Regions from separate parts of the Mus musculus genome. Here region 1 is linked to region 2. A link is a contact called in public Hi-C data. All regions are on one chromosome and are shown on one strand. The core of a region is the stretch at or near the end of the contact, and the rest is flanking DNA. Distances in the headings are between cores, read along the strand shown. Region 1 has its middle 13 kb from the start of 4933412E24Rik. Region 2 has its middle 95 kb from the start of 4933412E24Rik.

Region 1 (6,086 bases), core at 3,303-5,802, 110 kb after region 2:
TTGAAGGGGTCTGCAACCCTATAGGTGGAACAACAATATAAACTAACCAGTACCCCTGGAGCTTGTGTCTCTAGCTGCATATGTAGCAGAAGATGGCCTAGTCGGCCATCATTGGGAAGAGAGGTCCCTAGGTCTTATAAACTTTATATGCCCCAGTACAGGGGAACGCCAGGGCCAAGAAGTGGGAGTGGGTGGGTAGGGGAACAGGGCAGAGGGAGGGTATAGGTAACTTTCGGGATAGCATTTGAAATGTAAATAAAGAAAAATCTAATAAAATAAAAAAAAGAAAGAAGCATGTGTTAGTTACGGTTCAAGCAGAACTTCTCTGCATGCAGAATGAGGGACCAAGCTTTAGAGTAAGAGATCTACCGTAGAGATTACATGACACATAACTGGGAGCTGGTGTAAAAGGCACAGGAATACTATGGCCTTTGCATTTAGTTGTGTCTGTGCATCAGAAGGGCTAGAAATGCATTCAGACTGAAGAGAAATTGGGGCATGTGCCCATCTAGTATAGTGATTCTCAAACTCCCTAATATTTTGGACCCTTTTAATACTGTTCCTCATAAAATTATTTTTGTTGCTATTTTATAACTGTAGGTACTGGTATAACTCTTAATGCAAAGGTTTTTGGAGATAGAGGATTGGGGTTGTGGTTGAGAATCACTGATCTAGTATCACCTCTGCTGGACACAAGGCATGCAGGAGAAGCTATCACCCTCATTTAAGCAATGGCATCACACCTGGCTCAGAATCTGCAGATGACAAAGAAGGAGGTCTGGAAGAACTGTAGGATCTGCAAGTCTGTTTGCATCTCTATACTCATCATATGAGCCCGGGAACTAGTTCCAAGAACAGAGGCTTCCCTTAACTCCATACGAACCTCAGAACCCAACAGCTGCTAATTTCCTTCCATTCGCCAAGGCTTTCTTACTTTCTCTGTCGTCAGTGCTAACTCAGACCAAGACAGAGAAGAACATGTGAAGAAGCACTGGTCACCGCAGGTGGGTTGGCACAGCACAGAACAACTATAGAGGTTGTAGCTTTCCTCAGTAATAATGGTGGCTTGGATTTTTAAGTACCGAGGAGTGAATTAATGATTTCAAAGAGTTCCTTCCAGTTATTCTGTAGACTGTCTTTCAATTTGGTACAAGTGTTGCTTTTTCATCATTAGGTTCAGGTGATGCATGCTGTATTTATCTAGACTGGCAAAAAACTGGATCTTGTCCCACATGGTCACTTGTTTGAATGCTCCTGATGGCATTTTATTTCCTTTTGTTAGTGATGTCAATTTCAATTTTGTTTTGTTTTGTTTTGTTTTGTTTTGTTTTGTTTTGTTTTGTTTTGTTTTTTTGAGACAGGGTTTCTCTGTATAGCCCTGGCTGTCCTGGAACTCACTTTGTAGACCAGGCTGGCCTCAAACTCAGAAATCCGCCTGCCTCTGCCTCCCGAGTGCTGGGATTAAAGGTGTGCGCCACCACGCTTGGCTCCAATTTCAGTTTTTTAATAGTGTAGAGAAACATATTTCCTTTGTACAAATAATAAAGATTAATAAATCTAATTGATGAGTAGCTTAATAAGTAAGTAATGGGGGAATAATTTGCAACTATGAATATGTCAAGCTCACACCTACCTGTGTATTTTTCACTGATTATTTATTTTTAGCTTCAACTTGAAAGGGCTTTAGAATAATAAAATGCTGTAAATACAGAGCTGAGAATTATTCGTGTGCAATTCATCAAATTTCCACAAATATCATCATACAGTACATTGACTAATACCAAAGGAATATCAGATAGGATAGTATATGTACTATTTAAACTTACACAAATCTCATCAACAGCACTAATTATTTTTTTCCAGTCAAATTTAGGGTCATATAATACAGCTAGTTTCACATCTTCTTAGTCTTACCAATCTATGGTAATTTCTCAATAGTTTTCTCTTGCAAACCTGACACATTGGAGAGTCCAACTTTTTAGCTTTTCTAGACTGTTCATCTGGTCTGTCTATGATTTTCTTTTAATCAAATTTGAGTTATGCATTTTTTGCATTGAATAAGTAGACAATGATTTCCATTCCTCCTCAAATATTAATTTTGATCAATTTGTTAAAGTGGTAACTGCCAGGTTTCTCCCCTGTGTAATAACTATTTTTAATAGTTGATGAGTATCCTGCTGAGAGATATTTTGAGACTGCACTACTATCCTGTTACTCATAACATTTACAATCACTCATTTTGTTCATAGATAATTGTAGCCTAAAATAATTAATATGGCAATATATATCACAGTTTATATTTTCTTCATTCCTTCTGCATTTTTTTTGGATTCTATATCACAGGAGAGCTTTTCTTCCTCTTTTTAAAAAAATAAATTTAAAATTTATTTTTTGAGAATTTCGTACTTATCCATAATGCATTTTGCTCATCATGATCCCTCACCACCCCTTCCATTTCCTTGTTTCCTCCACACCACATTTTTCTCCCAATTTCAAACCCATTAAGTCCTAGTAATGGTGTCCATATGCCCACATGTGCAGTACTATCTACTGGAGCAGGTACAACCTACCAGGGGCCACATACCTGGAAAAAAATGTACTGTTCTTCCTCTAAAATCCATCACCTGCTAATATTGCTTCATTTTTGGGTGAGACTTTGTGAGCCTTGCTCCATCCACACTGCAATTTTGACTAGCCTGATCTTATTCAAGTCTTCTGTGTGTAAGCACATTGGTAGAAGGGTCTCATCGAAAAAACTCCTGAAGTTTGTGTTAGTCTCAGTCTTCTGCCTGTTCTTCCTTGCCTTGTGCCCCCATGAACCATAGGACTTCTATAGAGGGATAACCACGTGGTTGATTGTTCCACAAATGGATATCTATGGAGATGCACTCCTATGAAGCCAAAGTCATAGCTCTGCGGATTGTACCATTGATAGCTGTCCTGTCTAGATCTTCCATAGTAGTAAGACACTACTCCTAGGGTTTGGGACAGGCCTCTCCAGGCACTCCCAGGCTACAGCTCTCTGTGCCTTTGGCATGCTCACATCTTCCTTTCAGTGCCAGAATTCTTCTCACCCTGTAATGAAGCTTCCCTTTCCTTGTTCTTTGATAAGGCAGTTCCTTATTCTCTCAGTCATTATTTTGTTTGATTTATTTATCACCATGTTATTGTTGGCTGTCAAGCTAGTTGGTTTGATCTATCATGTTCAGTCAGAATCACTGGACATACATCACACAAAAACTCAGACATTTTTGAGGCACTTCACTTGAAATTGACTTTTGAGTTATTTCTAATACAAACAAACATGGCAACTTTATATTACAGTTGGGTATTTCTAAACCAAAGTGCTACTATCCATTTCAATTACTAATCATACTCATTAACGAAGCATTGCTTTTGGTTGTTTATTAAATTTTATTTAAAACTTTAAACGTTAAAATAAAACCGTATTACTTCTCCCTTCCCTCCTTGTAATCCTCATGTATTTTACTTCCAAATTCTCCCGTGTGCTCCCTCTCCCTCCCTCTCAAATTAACGGCCTCCTTTACTTTGATTATTATTGTTACATTACACACACACACACACACACACACACACACACACACACACATATCTACATGCATAAACATATACATATAGCCTGCTGAATCCATTGGTTGTTGCTTGTGTGCACATGATCTTAGGACTGACCACATTGTTTTGGATAATGAGTTAGAAGACTCATCCCTGTGAGAGGTAAATTTTCCCTCACTCAGTAGATGCTAGTTGCCTGTATCCCTTGGTTTAGAAGTGGCTTCTCAGAGAAGTTTGCCCCTTTCATGTTATCATGCTTGTTGCTATTGCCATTGTTTAGTTCTCATTTAGGTAGTTGGATCATTGAACATACTGCATGAAACTTCTCTGCAACTTCTCTTTTACACAGTTGCACAGCAGACTTCCTCATCTTCTGGCTCTTACAGCCTTTTCATTCTTCTTCAGAGATGGTCCCTGAGCCTTGTGTGTAAGAATTGTATTGTGGGTATATCTATTAGGGTAGGGTTCACCATAATCCATTGGTTTTAACACCACGATCAGTTGTGGTTTTCTGTGATGGTCTCTGTTTGCTGTAAAGAAAATACTTTTATTTATTAACTTTTTAATAAGGAGGTGAAAGCAGTATTTTTCTATGGGTGTAAGGATAGGTTTTATAATACAGGAATCATGTTAGTGTAGTAAGGTGTTAGTAGTAAGTTCTTTTTAAAGATCCACAATAGAGACAGGAATGAAACAAAGCAAGCCAAAATCTTAAGGCAAAGAACAGTACATTCTCAACTATGTAAGTCTCTTCGTTATTAAATTCTGAGTCTCACGTCCTACCATTTTACTGCAGAGAAAAATTATATCCTTTAAAAAGATCTATTACAAAAATAAAATACAAATCAGTACATAAAAGGACTTAAAAGGAAAGTACTAAGAGAGAAAAAATATACTTTATGAGATAACACAGAAGCGGTGTTAATTAGATTATCAATAATGGAATAAAGATCACAGGGAAATGAAGAGCTGCCCAGGTTGAAAACATCCAGGAAAAATGAATTAGTCCACAGAGTATGATTGTCAGGAAGAATTATGGATTCAGATCGTATCTCCCTGGCAGACTATTTGAAAACAAGAACTATATTGTTTCAGCTGCCAATAAACAATTAATTATGTGTTGAATCCCATCTCCTCCACATGTTTTTGATTCCTGTTTTCTGGCCAGTCTGATGCAATTGAAGTGAAATGATGGGTTCGAAGTAATTATGTGGAAATTTTAGACAGATATAAAACAAAGCTAAAGAAAACACACACCTTATTTAAATTAACTTCAAACCAATGCAGAGAAATTCCTTTATCTTGATAATTGGCTTTTAGAAGAATTGGGATCTGTTGAGTAGCTGTGTAACCCTGACTTCACGTCTGTGAGTTAGTCTCTATTGCTCACGATGACAGGGCTGCCAGATGTGCCAATGGGCTGTGAAACTTACTTCAAGTTTTGAGCAAAGAAACAGCTGTGCACTTTTGTTGGAAACACTGGAACTGAAAAATTTCAAATTGTAGAAATAACACATTATGTGGACAACTGATTAGAAGGCCAGGCTGCCTGGTCAGAATGGTGTGTAGACACCCATGTGTAACTCATCCCCCATTTCATTAGAGGGGTTTAAAAGGATAAGAAAATATAAAATATACAGGCAGTAATGGAGAACCAGAATGGAAAGAGAGGGGAATCAAAATATTTATAAGGAAGAAGTGAGAGAAAATAGATTGCTGCTGTTTAAGCTACCTGGTCTATGCTGTGCTTTTATGGAAGCCCTGCTTGACACATACAGGAGGGAGCAATTACAACTGAAAAGATTCCAAATGCGATTTGTAGAGAGGGTCTAGAAGATATTGCTTTCATAAAATAAGACTGTGCTTCTGGGAAATCGGAACATCTGAGACCAAAAGAAAAAAAATTCTTAGAAAGTTAAAATCTAATTTCCAAACTAAAATATTCAATAGGAGGGCAGGAATATTGAGAAAATCTCCCAGGGCCAAGAGTAAAATAAAAGCGTGAGGGAAACTATTTAAGAGAATCGCTAGAGATGCACAGGAACTAGCAGATACCTGATACCCAATTATCAGGGTTTCAAAATAAATGAAGAAAAATGGAGAGAAGGGAAATTATTTGAAAAGTATTTTAATGAATCCTCAAACTAAAGAAATACACAAATGCCATATTTGAAGAATACAAAGAAATCTGTACCTAGTTAAGTCCTTGCAAACTTTCATTGACACAAGGATAAAGATAGCCCTAGAGCTTTCAGGGGTAAAATAAAAATTCTTTCTACAAAGGATCAAACCCCACAGGGATATCTAGGTGCTTGAAGACAGAACAGAGAACTTTTGGAGTTCTGAGGGAAAATGGTAGTACTGTCTTTATTAGGGTTTTACTGCTGTAAACAGACACCATGACCAAGGCAACTCTTATAAGGACAACATTTATTGGGGCTGGCTTATAGTCAGAGGTTCAGCCTGTTATCATCAAGGCAGGAACATGGCAGCATCCAGGCAGGCATGGTGCA
Region 2 (5,942 bases), core at 2,856-5,355:
GAGAGCAAGTCAGCAAGCAGTATTCCTCTGTGGCTTTTGCTTCAGTTCTTGTCTCTAGGTTACTACCTGGCGTTCCTTGTCTGACTTCATTTCATGATGGACTGTATGTTGTCAGCTGAAACAAACCCTTTCCTCCTCAAGATGCTTTTGGTCATGGTGTTTCTCACAGCAATAGAAAGCAGTCTGGAAGGCTTATTATCTTGTAATACTACCTGGGTCTGTAGCATGTGTCTGTGTCTAGGAGAGTCATTGGTAAGGTGAATGGTATTAATGTGATTGGCACATACATGTCAAAATGCATTCTTAGGCCTGGGGAGGAGCCACAAACAATGTGTCCTTTCACTCTTGAAACGGGTTCTTCAGGAGCAAAGAAGGTATGGGTGATTTCTGGTGATGCTGATGTCATCAGCTGGGCAATCACAGGGGTCATAGCACTAGTATGGAAAAATGAATCTTTCGTAGTCAGGGTTTCATTGTTGTGAAGAGACACCATGACCACAGCAACTCTTAGAAAAGAAAGCATTTGGTTGTGGTTTGCTTGCAGTTTCAGAGACTTAGTGCATTTATCATCATGGTGTGGAGCATGTTGACATGCAGGCAGACATGTTGCTGGAGAAGTAGCTGAGAGTTCTAGGTCCAGATCTGAAGGCAGCAGGAAGTGCAGAGACTGTGGGCTTTGAAATGGGCTATGTGAAACCTCAGCGTGCATCCCCACGGGACACTTCCTCCAACAAGGCCATTCCTTCTAATCCTTTCAAATGACGCCACTCCCTGGTGGCTAAGAATACAAACCTTTGAGCCTATGGGAGCCATTGTCATTTAAACCACCCACAGAATCTGTGGGTCATTATTACGTTTATAGGAACAGGATTTTCTTTCCTTTCTGACTCTACCTTCTAGAAAGGCCAACTTTTAAATCCTCATGCTCTTGTCTATTGACAGGAAAAGATGGGCTTCCACACTGATCGTGGCTGAGTTCACCTGTCTAGAAGTTACTGGCTCTGTGACCACTGGTGATGCTCCATTCCTCACGGGCTTAGTTTTCTTATCTGTAAGTGGGAATAATAAATGCTGCCCTTTGGAGTTTTCTGAGGACAGGAGAATGTGCTTATGAAGAACCCAGCGCATCATGTGTCAAGAACCTTCGGTAGCATTCTTCTTACTTCGAATCTCATGGCAGTATCTTCTTTAGTGTGTAGCGCCCTGCTTTTCTTTGTCTTTCCTTCTCCTGTCCATTTTGCTTCTTTACTTTTAGGTCTTTTGTGGTAAGTTTATTAAATCATAGCTAAGCCCAGATACTGTTAGCCCCACGATTCTGGGGACTGGAACACTTCAGACTCCATCACTCTTTACCCTTGGTTTCTTCCTGCTTGGATCTTCCTGGTGGCTTAGAGTTCCTTGTAAGTATTACTGTGGACACGGCAGCCCTTTGCTAGCAGTGCCTGAATTTAGTGTAAAAACTCTTAGAGAGACAGCTTTGTCACAGCTCTCCTTGAAGACATCATCTGAGTAGTTGTCTTTCCTGGCTTCTGAGTTCTTAGCTCACAGGCTAGTGACAGCATTCTCTCAGCTATATCCTTTCCTCAGGGGCACCTCTTCTTGCTAAGATGAAATCATTTCAACCTTTATCCTGGGGTTAGTAATTGTAACCTCTTCCCCAGGTGGCCACTTTGAAAAGGAATTCTCACCTTCAATGTCACCTTCAATGTAGTCACCAAGCTAATGACATTGTGATTTTATGACTACTTAACAATTTTAACTTAAAAAACAAGTTAATGTGCTCTCTGTCTCAGAACTGACTCCTGACTTCCACAAGTGTCTCCATGGAACAGACACTGTTCTGAACACTAAGGAGAACAAAATAAACAGGATGAGAAGTAGCTGCCTAATGGAGCTGGTGTTGTATCAGATTGAACAGAACAAAGCCCAGATATGAAGAAAATATGTTCTGTCAAATGGATAAAGAAGCTATCTCTCAGGGTGATATATGTGAGCCATAGCACAGAGTGGTATATGATAGCGCCAGAAAGGTTTCACCTTTGGAGCTTGTGTGTCTCCATTTCACTATCCATCGTGAAAGGAAATATTTTGTGGCTCAAAGTATTGAACTTTTTGTTTGTTTCATTCATAGCACAACCTTCTCGTGGATACTGTGGGTTCTGTGAAACAAAGAAGATTATAGGATTAACAGGATTCACATTATGGGATAACCATCTGCTTTTGAATTGGATTGGAGGCCCACACCACAGGAGATGATCTATGGTTGGTACTGTATACCTAGTGAAGGACCCAGGCACTGGAGAAGAATGCACTGTTGTTGTTTAGCTAAATTGTCACGACACTAAACTGTGTTCTAAATATTTATGTTCTAGCCATAGACAAATTCTATTCATATCTTAAATCAGAGAAGCTTCTCTTTGCTGTGAATGGTATTTCAGAGCTCCTCTTGATGCTTAAAATTTGACAATTGAGTGCTCTGTTCTAAATAGAAGCCTTTATGCCATCCTGTCTAAGGCTCAGGAAATATCACAGAAAAGGGAGTGGAAAGAAAATAAGAACCAGAAAGTAGAGAGAAGGCCTTTGAGATATGATCTTCAGGCAGGACATAGCTATTGCAGACATGATCTCACAGCAGCTGCAGTAGCTTACCCTGGACCGGCACAAGATTGGGCCTGGGAACAGAGAGGCATGGGGTAGAGAGGTGCTGACAGGACCCTACTCTTCTTTGCTGAATTATTTGTTACTGGTAGAATCTGGTGAAGAGATGGTCATTGACTTCTGTTGTGTACCCGACAGTAAGCCCTCCAGTCTAGAAAATTCCAAACCCATAGTCACAAAGACTGCCCTGGTTAAACTCAGTGGGCCACAAAGCAAAACAAAAAAAGACATGAGTGTGGGAAATGGACTTGCATGGAGAAGGGGGAGATGTCAGTGCTGGGAGAGAGAAAGAAAGTGTGGGGGTGAGAGTAAACAGCACATTTTATACTTGTATGAAATTGTCAATGAGCAAATGCAATCAACAAAGACAAAGAACTAATAAAGCTTTAAGGAGATTGCCATATCCAGAAAACATGGGAAAGTCTTTTAGTTAGGAGGTAATTTATGTGTGTAGTATGTGTGTGTATGATGTGTGTGAGTGATGTGTTATGTATGCACTCACATATGTATATGTGTGGTATATTTGTGTATTTGATGTATGTGTCTGTGTGAGTAGTGTGTGTGAGTAGTATGTGTGTATATATATATGTGTGTGTGTGTATATATATATATATATATATATATATATACATACATATATATGTAGTGTGTGTGTGTGTGTGTTGTATTACACATACCACATATGTGATTTTGTGTGTAATGTGATATGTGTTATGTGTAAATGTGTGTGTGGTGTTATGTGTAGTGTGTTTGATATGTGTATATTTATATGTGATGTGTGTGTGTAGTATATGTGATATATGTGTTGTGTGTTTTATGAGTGTGTGTGTGTGTGTGATTTGTGTGATGTGTGTTTGTATATATGTGTGCATGTAGTATATGTGTGTGGTGTGTTTGTGTACGATGTGTGTGTGGTATATAGTAGGTTTGTGTGTGTTATTTGTGTAATGTTACATGTGTGTTTGTATGTATGTAATATATGTATGTGTGTGATTTGTGTTATGTGTGTGTGTGATTTGTATAATGTGTGTGCGGTGTATTATGTGTGTATTGTGTATGTGCATGTATGTGGTAGGGCGTGTGTTACTTCCTCTGTCTGACTGCATCATCTTTGAACTGCACCTTCCTGAGGACAGATCTGAGGCTCATTTTAAACTGATAGATGGTCTTGTTCTTAATGGACCCCTTCTTTTCTCATCTTTTAGAGCTCAGAGAAATCCATTGAAATGGACACTAGCACATAGTGCCCATTTGCCTTCCTGAGCAGTAAGAAGACCCCTTGATTTGGAGAATCTTACTGCTGAAGATTTCCAGTTAGAAGGCTTGCCCCTAGTAGGAGCTTTTTGACTCTAGATTTCATGGAACAGCTTCTCAAGGGAGACCTGATCAGGGTCTTGGGGAGAGAAGGGCATGGTCATAGGTGACATGCTCTACCAGCTAGAGAGGGAACAGGACATGCATCTCAGGGACCAGCCTGTTTCTTCCTGGTGGCTGTGGTGATGGCTCCTTATCATACCTTTACTCAAGCTTGGCAGCATCAGGACCTGGATCGTCATTCCCCTCTGTCTTGTGAGCAGTTGTGTACTGGTTGGAGAAGAGACAATTGAGGCTACAGATAGGTTCCTTGGAGAGATGCATGGGGTGCTGCTTCAGACTAGATGCTCACAGTAGAGGTCTCTTTTGTCTCGATTTAGGAAAAGTCACGGGGTTTTCCTCATTGGCTTTCTGATAGCATTTGTAGGCTGCAAGAAACACTTTAGTTACTGCCGAGGCGGAGACACAGATCTGCCTTTCCTTTCCTATTTACTGTGCTTTTGGCACTGATTCCAAGTTAAAGTTTATCTTATTACTGTTGTGAAGGGACCAATTAGTGCCTGCCTATGGTATCCCCACAGCTGGTATGTCTACATATCAGATAAGTAGGTTGGCAAGCAGCTGTCACAGAATACAAGGATGCTTTGAATCTTTGGTGCCTCAAACTATGTTAGGAGCCTTAGAAAAACTCATCTGATCCAGTCCATACAACCCCCTCTGGAGATAAGTATGTTGTCATTTTTGTCGTTGTTCTCTTACACAGAAAGAAATACAAGCTCACAGTGACAGTTTGCGCTCTTGTAACAGAATGTCATAGATTGGGTAGTTTGTAAATAGAAATGTATTTCTCAAGGTTCTGGAGGCTGAGATTTCCAGTATCAAGGCACAGGCAGAGTTGGTATTGATTGAGGGCCCATGTCCTCAGTAACAAACAATGCCCTCTTGCTGTGTTATCACATGACAGATCTCCGGGGTCTGTTTTTAAGAGCATTGATGCCACTCTGAGTGCTTCATCTGCCTTCAAGACTCAACCAACCCTACCCCCAGCCCCACTCCCATGCCATGACCTGGAGGAGTTGAGATATCCACATGTGAATTGTGAGGAGTCAGAAGCACCATATGATTGCCTATTACTCACTAAAAATTATGTTATTAGTAAGGGTTACAAGTGGGACTCCAACCTAGGTATGTTTGGGAAGGATTTACAAGAGCTCTTTCCACGAGGTGGGAATCAAAGGGCATTTCAGACAAAATCACTTCATGCCCATTTCAATTACTCATTATCGAAGGAAGGCTAATCTGAGAGCAAGGTTATCTTTGTTCTGTTCTTAAGACAAACAGGATAAAATCCAATCAGATTTACTAGTCGCTAACTCAATCAGGCTTGGTATTAGCCTGAGGGCTTCAAAGCACCTGATCTTATTTAATTTTCTTGGTATCTTGTAGGACTGTGATTAACATCTCCATTTGTACAGGCAGGGTCACTGAAGTCCATCTTGAATTAATCTGAATTAGCTGAGTGGGTCAGGTATTGCTAAAGCCAGATTCAAATTGTAAGGGTTAATCTCTTCTGTGGGATCAACAGGCAGGGCTTTGGTTCTTCATTGCTGGGAACAAATTGTTTCAAAACAAAGGGACAAAAATCACATCATCTCATGTGCTCCCATTTTCCTTTTGTGTTATAGATTCTGATGATAAATGCAAAGTGAGTTCTCCAGGAGATGGGAGGGCACGGCTGGAGCAGCATCAACTGTGGGTGGCATCTGAGTGGGTCAACTGGTAGTATCCATGTCAGGCTGGCTCTCAGTTCTTCTTCATATCAGTGCTGCTGAGGTTGGAATATTTCTCTGTACTCTCATGCCTGGTGTCTGGGTTGGAAGGCTGGCATAAGTGGATCTCTTTAGGCTTTTCTCTTTCCACCTAGTCAGAGAACATGGTTAGCTTCCAGTTCCCCATCAGAAGTTATTTCA

What was found. Hi-C and Micro-C count contacts between places; a contact is called where the count stands out from the background.
Region 1: a Hi-C map of the N1E-115 cell line shows a contact between it and region 2, with 2.5 times the contacts expected there. The contact joins two enhancer-like sites. A contact is called at or near these places in 1 of 15 datasets of contacts at CTCF or cohesin (CD8 T cells) and 6 of 484 Hi-C or Micro-C datasets (the AML12 cell line, the C2C12 cell line, the N1E-115 cell line and 2 more).

What each region holds. Positions count from the first base shown.
Region 1 is chr15:60,026,174-60,032,259 of GRCm38.p6, forward strand. No RefSeq gene overlaps it. Among named protein-coding and RNA genes, the nearest start is that of 4933412E24Rik, 13 kb to the left of the region's middle. Within about 2 kb of position 4,553, at least 3 of the 459 cell types and tissues checked have an H3K27ac peak or open chromatin away from gene starts, as enhancers often do. A contact at or near this core is called in the N1E-115 cell line, where this site is marked.
Region 2 is chr15:59,919,001-59,924,942 of GRCm38.p6, forward strand. No RefSeq gene overlaps it. Among named protein-coding and RNA genes, the nearest start is that of 4933412E24Rik, 95 kb to the right of the region's middle. Within about 2 kb of position 4,106, at least 1 of the 459 cell types and tissues checked has an H3K27ac peak or open chromatin away from gene starts, as enhancers often do. A contact at or near this core is called in the N1E-115 cell line, where this site is marked.